Linked DNA regions of Mus musculus: region 2 is linked to region 1. The links are chromatin contacts, called in public Hi-C maps. All regions are on one chromosome and are shown on one strand. The core of a region is the stretch at or near the end of the contact, and the rest is flanking DNA. Distances in the headings are between cores, read along the strand shown.

What was found. A called contact is a pair of places that touch in the nucleus more often than the background predicts.
Region 2: a contact with region 1 is called in a Hi-C map of differentiating embryonic stem cells, with 3 times the contacts expected there. The contact joins the promoter of Megf6 here to the enhancer-like site in region 1. A contact is called at or near these places in 23 of 484 Hi-C or Micro-C datasets (the CH12 cell line, the G1E-ER4 cell line, the MNK3 cell line and 14 more), 16 of 115 datasets of contacts at active chromatin or transcription factors (craniofacial prominence, double positive thymocytes, embryonic forebrain and 8 more) and 3 of 9 other capture datasets (adipose tissue, liver and pancreatic islet).

The regions. Positions count from the first base shown.
Region 1 is chr4:154,069,323-154,073,296 of GRCm38.p6, reverse strand. The region is part of intron 4 of Trp73 (transformation related protein 73); the gene reads left to right. Among named protein-coding and RNA genes, the nearest start is that of Ccdc27, 29 kb to the right of the region's middle. Within about 2 kb of position 2,161, at least 26 of the 459 cell types and tissues checked have an H3K27ac peak or open chromatin away from gene starts, as enhancers often do. A contact at or near this core is called in craniofacial prominence and differentiating embryonic stem cells, where this site is marked.
Region 2 is chr4:154,169,066-154,172,797 of GRCm38.p6, reverse strand. It overlaps Megf6 (multiple EGF-like-domains 6), which reads right to left and starts at 2,085. Exons shown (of 37, transcript NM_001162977.1): 1 at 1,656-2,085. The coding sequence starts at 1,774.

The DNA.
Region 1 (3,974 bases), core at 912-3,411:
AAATCCCAGCAACCACATGGTGGCTCACAACCATCTGTAATGAGATCTGAGACCCTCTTCTGGGGTGTCTGAAGACAGCTACAGTGTACTTACATATAATAAATAAATAACTCTTTAAAAAAGAGAGAGAGAAAGAAAGAGAGAGAGAGAGAGAGAGAGAGAGAGAGAAAGAAAGAAAGAAAGAAAGAAAGAAAGAAAGAAAGAAAGAAAGAAAGAAAAGCACTCTGTCTCCCAGGCCACCAAGGTGCCCATATGGCTCTTGCTTGCCTGTTTGAGATCTTGCTCAAGGGTCGGGGGTGGGGAGCAGGTTACTCAGCTCCTGAGGGGTGCCCCAGCTAGCTCCTGGCCAACCTCTCTGTAGGGGAACAGACTATGGCCTTCCACTCACAGAGCAATCAGTCAGACTTCACATCTGCCTCCCGGAGTGTCCTTTATCTTCTTTCAGACCGCTGTTCTTTAGGAACAACTACAGCCTCTTTCCTGCACACTTGGCAGGGGCAGGCACTGGGGCCTCCAATGATGTGTTTATAGAACATGGAGCCTCCTTGCCCTCAGCCTGCATCCTGGCTTGATGGTGCCAGTCCGGTGACGGTTACCCGAGCATCATTCCCTCCCTAAGGTTCTATCGGGGCTCCCTAAGCTGTGCAAGAGCTCACCCCTGCTCTCAGGTGCTCCCTGAATGACCGAATAATTGAACAATGTAAATTGTGCGAGTCAAGGCCAAGATGTACCCACAAAGGGGCTGCCCCAGGACCTCTTCTTGGATGATAGGATCCATAGGTTGCTCCTCTCGCAGTGGCATTTCTCCAAGAGAAACGAAAACATGGTGGGGAGTCATATTCAGGGGCTGTGGACCTGGGTTCCTCCAGATTTGAGAGATCAGACTGAGTCTACCAGACCTGTGCCCTGCTCTGTGGATCTGCCCTAGGAAGAGTAAAAGCCTGTGATCCCAGAGATGATTCTCAAAGGGGTCTACGGCCTCAGAGATCAGAAACTCTCACACACACGTATACACACACACACACACACACACACACACACACACACACACACACACACAAAGTGGGCTACAAAAAAAAGTATTTTTAAAAAGCCCCCACCACAGCCTTTCGTTCTGAATCTGTCCTAACAGATTCACCCAAGCTGGTTAACGGTATTTGCGGTTTGCAAGATACTACATGTCCCGGGAAAATGACAGACAAGTTATTATCACCTTCCCACTGTCCTCCTGCCCAAACCTGCCTGTGCCGGGCACCCAGCTGCCGGGAGCGGGTGCGAGGAAATTAACAGCCCTGTGCCGCGCCCGCCCCCGCCCGCCCTCTCACCCACCACCCTGCACCGGTCCTGCCAGGCTAGGGGCTTCCAGCCAGGCCCGGCCCATCTTGGACTGTGGCGGGGGGGGGGGGGTGGGGGGTGGCGGGGGGGGTGGCGAGGGGGGGCGCGGGGGGGGGAGGGAGGGAGAGAAGGAGGAGGAGGGGTCAGGATAGCAGCCGTGGCAGGAGGGACGTCTGCTCCGCTCCGATGTTGGGCAAAGTATTTCCTGCAAGCCCCGCGGAACACACGCATCCGCGCAGGCAAGTCTGGACGGCGCTGTGTCAACAGCCGAAGATAAATAAGATTTTATCAGCTCGGAATCTGTTGAAACACATCCATCTAGCGGTTCTAGGGAAGGAGAGGCAGGAGGAGGGCAGCAGGGAGGAAGCATCCCCACATGACATTCTGGAAACAGAGTCTGACCCTGTGTAGGAAGGGGAGCGCTGGCAACTTCCTAGTCTCCCGGAGACTCGATATCCTGGAGTGTTGTTTTTACCACCTGATCTTCGGAGGTGTGGGAAAGCTTTGGTATCTCTCGCTGAAATTCCCCACCTCTGGCTAAAATGGACTACCACAAACTTAACCTGTGGCCGGGGTGGGGCTGGTAGGTGTGTGCGCCCAAAGCCCCACGATCATTGGATTCAAGACGGCATTCAAGGGTGCAGAAGTGAAGGAGCCATGTATCTTCATGGGCTTGGATTTTCCTTCCACCCTGACCGGGTGGGAGACGTGTCCCACCAGAGATGACTCTCTCAACTCTGATTCTTTCTCTGAGAGGAGACAGCCTTTCCGCAGCTGCTGAGTTGGTACCAGGGACAGCTCCAGGCGCTTTAAGCTCCTCCCCAGGGTGGGGCATTCAGTGGCTCATCCTTACCAGCCCGGCTACTCTGCAACTATCCTTAGCTTTCCCTAGACCTCCTAGGGTCCCACTCCAGGCCATGGAAAACAGTGCCACCTTCTGGGGAGGAGGGTCAGGCCTCAGCTACCTCTGACCACACCTTGGTAGTGTTAGTGCATGGTTTGGGGTTGTAACCAATTATCCTAGGTCCTCAGAGGACAGGGATGGAAAGGACAATTGCCTTCAGGGTCACAGCAGGGCTCCAGGGATGGGCACTGTGGTCAGGCGAGGTTTGAAGCCTCATTGCTCAGGAGTGGGTGGGTGAGGGGAGCTCTGATGCCCCTCCCTGTGGCTGAGCTGTGCCCTGAGCCTGGCTCCATCCTGATAAGAACACGGAGGTGAAGCTGATGCACCCTTTCTCCCTCCAGGCATGTTTGGGCTTCCCAGGAATGTGGCCTTAGGCACCATTACACCTGACTTGCTCCCAGCCCATCTTGGCTCCTGCCTTGGTGGGTCTATGACCCCCTCTTAGGTCATTGTTCATGAGCTAGAGCACTGGAGGGAAAGGTTAACTCTGTAGGAGACTCCAGGTCCATGAGCCCCAGCAGCTGTGCCAACCCACAAATTACCTTACCTGGTAATGAGCAACCATGCTAGAATAAGGGGCCTCTGACCTTGCTGGCTCTCTACCACACAGCTGGCATCTGGGGGTTGAGTGGTAAGTCAGTGGTAGACAAACCTGGCAGGTGGTCCAATTTAGGGGAATCCAGCCTGAATTCCTGAGCCAGAACAGGGAGCCAAGGGCCAGCCTTCAAAGGCTAATCTCCTTTTTCCGCCCCTGGTGACTTTGGTCTCAGTGTCTCCCCAACCCACTGTGGGCAAGGCCTGTTTCATGGGGGTGTTGGCCACCTCCACCCCTCAGTCTATTTTCTTTAGGTAGCTAGGCCTCACAAACAATGGGCACTCGGGAGATGTTTGGTAATGCTTGGGACTGTCACCTTTACCAGGAAGTTGCCTGATTGGCCTCAGGTTGAGTCTCTCTGAGCTCAGGATGAGCTGGGTTCCCTTCACCGTTAGGCCTTTGCAATTGTCTGAGCCTGGGGCTTGCTGGGAAACCTTCATTTGTGGATAAGCAAGAGCCCAGGGCACTTCACTGTCACTGTATATGAATTTACTTAATGTCGGGAGGGGCACCTCGCACTGTGAACTTCATGCCACCCCGTGTCCTTCCTAGGGAGCCACAGTAATTACAGAGCTAGTGTGCTTTTTACCAAGTGCAGGCTGTAGACCCCCAACACCTGCAGGCTGCTGCTGCTGCTGAAGGACAGGTGTGTGTGTGTAGCTGTTTATTGGCCTTTCCCCAGGGAACCAGCTACTCCTGCTACTCTGTCCCCAGCCTGCACAGATGGAGACCAGGCTGCAGTGTACTAACTTGAGGAGAGGCCGTTGCAAAAAACCAAAGCCCAGATTTGGATGTGCAGAGGTCAGGTGTACCCTGTCCAAGTCTCAGAGTCCCCCATGTATCCTGGGGATGAGGCTGTGGCTCCTTCCTCCAGAATGTTAGGATGAGGATCCCACACACCAGCAGACAGTGGTCACCCCCCCTCCCGAAAGTCACACCAACCTGCTGGTGTGGCCATTAGCTCTCCCTCAGCTGCTCCCCCTCTTAGGCTCTCTCAGCTTTTCAAAACAGTCCCTGAAGCCTTCTGTGGGGTCCCTATAGTGAGTATCTCTTGCTTTTTAAACAGGAGGGAAGGGACTATGTCATGGCGCCTCTCCCTGCCCTCCCTTCATTGCATTTGCCTATGGTATATGCTATTTC
Region 2 (3,732 bases), core at 836-3,335, 100 kb before region 1:
CAAAGCCCACGGAGATAAATCACCACTGGTCTGGCCAAATGAAACTGCCTCGATGGCCCAGCCAGCTAGAGCCCATGTGCAGATGCCCAAGAGATGTAGGTCTGGGGAAGAGAGCCAGGGTTTTAGCCCAACCTGGAACTCAGACCCACCCAAAGTGGACAATCTGAGAACACAGGTTTATTGGGACACAGAAGAGCCAGCAAGTGGATGCACAGGCTGCAGAGATGCAGCCACTTCTGCAGGAAGAAGGGAAGGCAGTCTCTGGAAATTGCATCAAGAGGAAGAAGAGTCAGGCTCTCCCGCTACCCATTCACAGCTAATTCCAACAGCTTTTTTAACAGCTAAAGGCTTCCTGGGCCCAGGTGAGCAGGACACAGGCAGCAAGCCCTTGGCTCCACTCCCAGGGAGATCAGCAGGAACGGACAGAGCAGGGTGGGGAACCCATAAAGGGCCAGCAACAGTTTCCACTCGTGCCAGATTGCATCCACCCAACCTCGGGAAGACCGTGTCTGCAGCCCCTCTCAACCATGAAAGAGACAGGCAGGCTGGCAGCCCTAGCCCACCACGCTTAGTGCAATAATCATTCTAGGACCGAAGCTCCCTAGGAACAAACTCAGTTAAGAGGAAGGAGCAGCGGAAGTCGGGGACATAGGTTGCTTCTGTTCATAGACGAGAGGACCCCAACTCAGATCCAGCTCTTTTTTGTAATGGCCACAAAGACCAAAGCAAGACCCAGGGAGGAGGTCCCGAGGGCACCTGTCCCAGTAGGAAGCTTGTCCTCTCATTCCCCAGGGAATCATGACACTGTCCTCACGGCCAGGTACATAGTGGACCGGTCAGTGCCAGCCCTGGACAGAAGCAGCAAGTCTCCTCTGTGGGTGAGAAGATGCCCGAACTGGCAGAATGGAAGCCCCAACCAGGGCCTGAAGGGTCCCTGGTCCACTCCCCGTGCCGCCCCAGCAGCCTTGCCAAGTTTACAAGGCTCCACCTTGCACCCTGCGGGGAAGGGCTGGTGAGGGGGGGCAGGCCTCTCATCTGTACATCCACTCTCAGTCTCACTTCGCACCAGTTTTCCTTTGAGGCCAACAGAGGGGGATCGCTTTGCAGTTTAAGAGAGACCGCTAACCGGCCTGTTGGGGAATCATCTTTCAAAATTAAATCCGTCGCCGCTGGCTCCCTGACCCTCTCTTCCTGCCCATTCTAGTACTGAATTCCTTCTCCCGAGGCCCCAGAGCGCACGTGTTTAACACACAAAACAGTGCTGGCAGCCCCCTCTGGGCACCCCCGCCCCTGCGCAGGCCCTCGGACCCCAGGAGACTAGCTTGGGGAGGAAGTGGGACCAGGCTGCTTCCTCTCGGCCGCCTCCAAGCTGGCTCCCCAGCTGGACCCTGCGCCGCAGGGGCTTGGATTCCTCACCTCTCCGGAGTTCGGCATCCGTCTAAGTCTGCAGGACCCTTGCTGCAGGGGCGGGAACCCGGAGGCTATGGGCCCTGCGGCAGACTCGAGGGCACCAAATCCAGTCCGGGACCCCGGGTCTAGACCATCCCCTCCTCAGTTAAAGCAAAGAGCCCATTGTTTGTGGCCCCAGGGACAAAGCCCCGAGTTCTGTCCGGGTCAGCTTCGCCGCCAGGAGCCTCACGACTCGCGCTACTCACATGCTCGGCTGCAGCGGGCGCGGGGGTAGCGGCTGGGAGGCTGCAGGCACGGCGGGGAGCAGCAGCAGCGTCAGGGCCACCACGCGCCAAGACGCCCTCGCCTCCACCCCGACAGGCATAGTGCGCGCGGTCGCGCTCCCACTCGGTCCTGGGATCTTCGACTCACAGGCGGCCCTTACGGCCAGTAGACGCTGTCTTCACGGGCGCCATACCCCCAGAGGACAGCGGAGCACCACAACCCAGTCGCGCCAGGTGCGGGGCGCGAGGTTCCCGCAGGTGCAGATGGGACAGTTGCCCGGACCTCCGAGACCTTCGCGCTCGGTTCGGCGCGGCCAGACACTTGCCAGGAGTGATGGAGAGCAAACTCGGAGCGGGACGCAGCAGACGTCAGGCCCGCCCGCCGCACGCCCCCCGGCCCGACCCCAGCCCCCTCTTTCCCGACCCCGCTCCCGCCCCTTTTGGCCCCACCCCCAGCCCAAGCCACGCCCGTTCCGCCTTCGGCCCCGCCCAGACAATCCCAATAGGGAGAGCCCACTTCCAGCCCCGCTTCAGCCCCTCCCCTCTCCGGCTCCTGGTCCTACCTTTAAGGCTAAGCTCGCTTCCCAGTACTTTCCCCTAAAGCTTTCCAATTTCACTTGCGCTCCCTCTCTCTGCAACCGAGAGTCCCAGGTCTGACCCCAACCAAGTGAACAATTCTGTCGAGTCTGCGCGGTCCATACTTCGTAAACACCGCTCTATCCAGATCTGAGACCTCTGCAAGCGCACCCTTGGATTCTTGGAGTTGCAGTCACCTTCCCTTGGCCCCTCGTCCGCGCGCCCGCCACCGCTGTCCCAGAAGCAGGGAGGGATAGTAGAGCGGGAGGTAGAGGGGGGGACAGCCTCTGAGTGCCTCTGGGCACTTCCTTTGGGTACTGACTTTATTAGGTAACACACCACCCTCTGGGCTTTCGTATTCCCAGTTCTGTACTGAGTGCTTTGGGACGGTAGCATGGGGTGGAGTGGGCGTGTAGGTCCCACTAGGCACCTGCATAGGGGTCTAGGAGGTGAGGCGACTCCCTGCACCAGGTATTTATTGTCTTTTAAGCCTGGCTTTGATTTGATTTGACTTTCTCCGCGGTTAGGGGCAGACTGACCAGCGCTGTACGTGGCATCTCTTAGTCCAGGACTTATCAAACACTCAGAGGGGCTCTTTGTGAAGCTGAGCTGGGAGAGTCCCATGAGGGTATGGTAGCGGACCTCACTAGTTGCAGATAGTTGTGTGAGGATCAGCTCCTCCTTGTCCTACTGGAGAGGTGTGCCTGCCCTTTTACATGATGGGTGGACCCAGCCTGCCCTCTTCCACCATCCCTGAGGAGTGCGGTAGGTGTTCCAGCCTCCTCTTCCCCTGAAGCAAGTGCTTGAGGGGGCCTCTGGCTGGGGGACCTGGAAATGCCGCTGCAAAAGTTCGCATTTCAAAAGACTGTGGGTCTCATTACTGGGCAGGTGCTGTCAGCTTAGACCTGCTGCTGGCCCAGATGCGGAACCGAGGGCAAGGAAGGGAGTGGAGTGAGTTTAGAAAACTCAGGTTTCAGATCTGAGCAGTAAACATAGAGGAGTATAACCTCAGGGGAAATAGAGAAGGGAGGGAAGTAAGGAAGGAGGGAGGGAGAGATGGATAGACAGACAGATTCTGGAGGGCAATGGGTCCTGGAACTTGCCACCTGATGCCCCAAACAGGACCCCAGTTTGCCCTGCATTGTTGTGCTGGGACTCACCCTTCTGCTCAAACCCATCACCAGACCCTCCCTGGATCTCAGTAGCAGAGGCTGACCCGAGCCCTCTGGGGGACTCCCAATGTCTGCACCCAGGAATTCATCTCATATCCCTCCTCAGCCAGGGGCCCACCACTGTGGAGAAGTACAGGAACTGTACACTGGGCCCAGGCGCTTAAGCTTGCTCCTCTGTACCTCTGTCTCTCCCGGCGCTGGCGTGTGTGAATGCTTGTGTGCATGAGGGATGGGGACCTGAAGAAGTTCACCACCTGCTCTGTGAAACCGTGCCCCAGGACCAGAGTCTGGAGGTGAGTGGGTGAAATTTT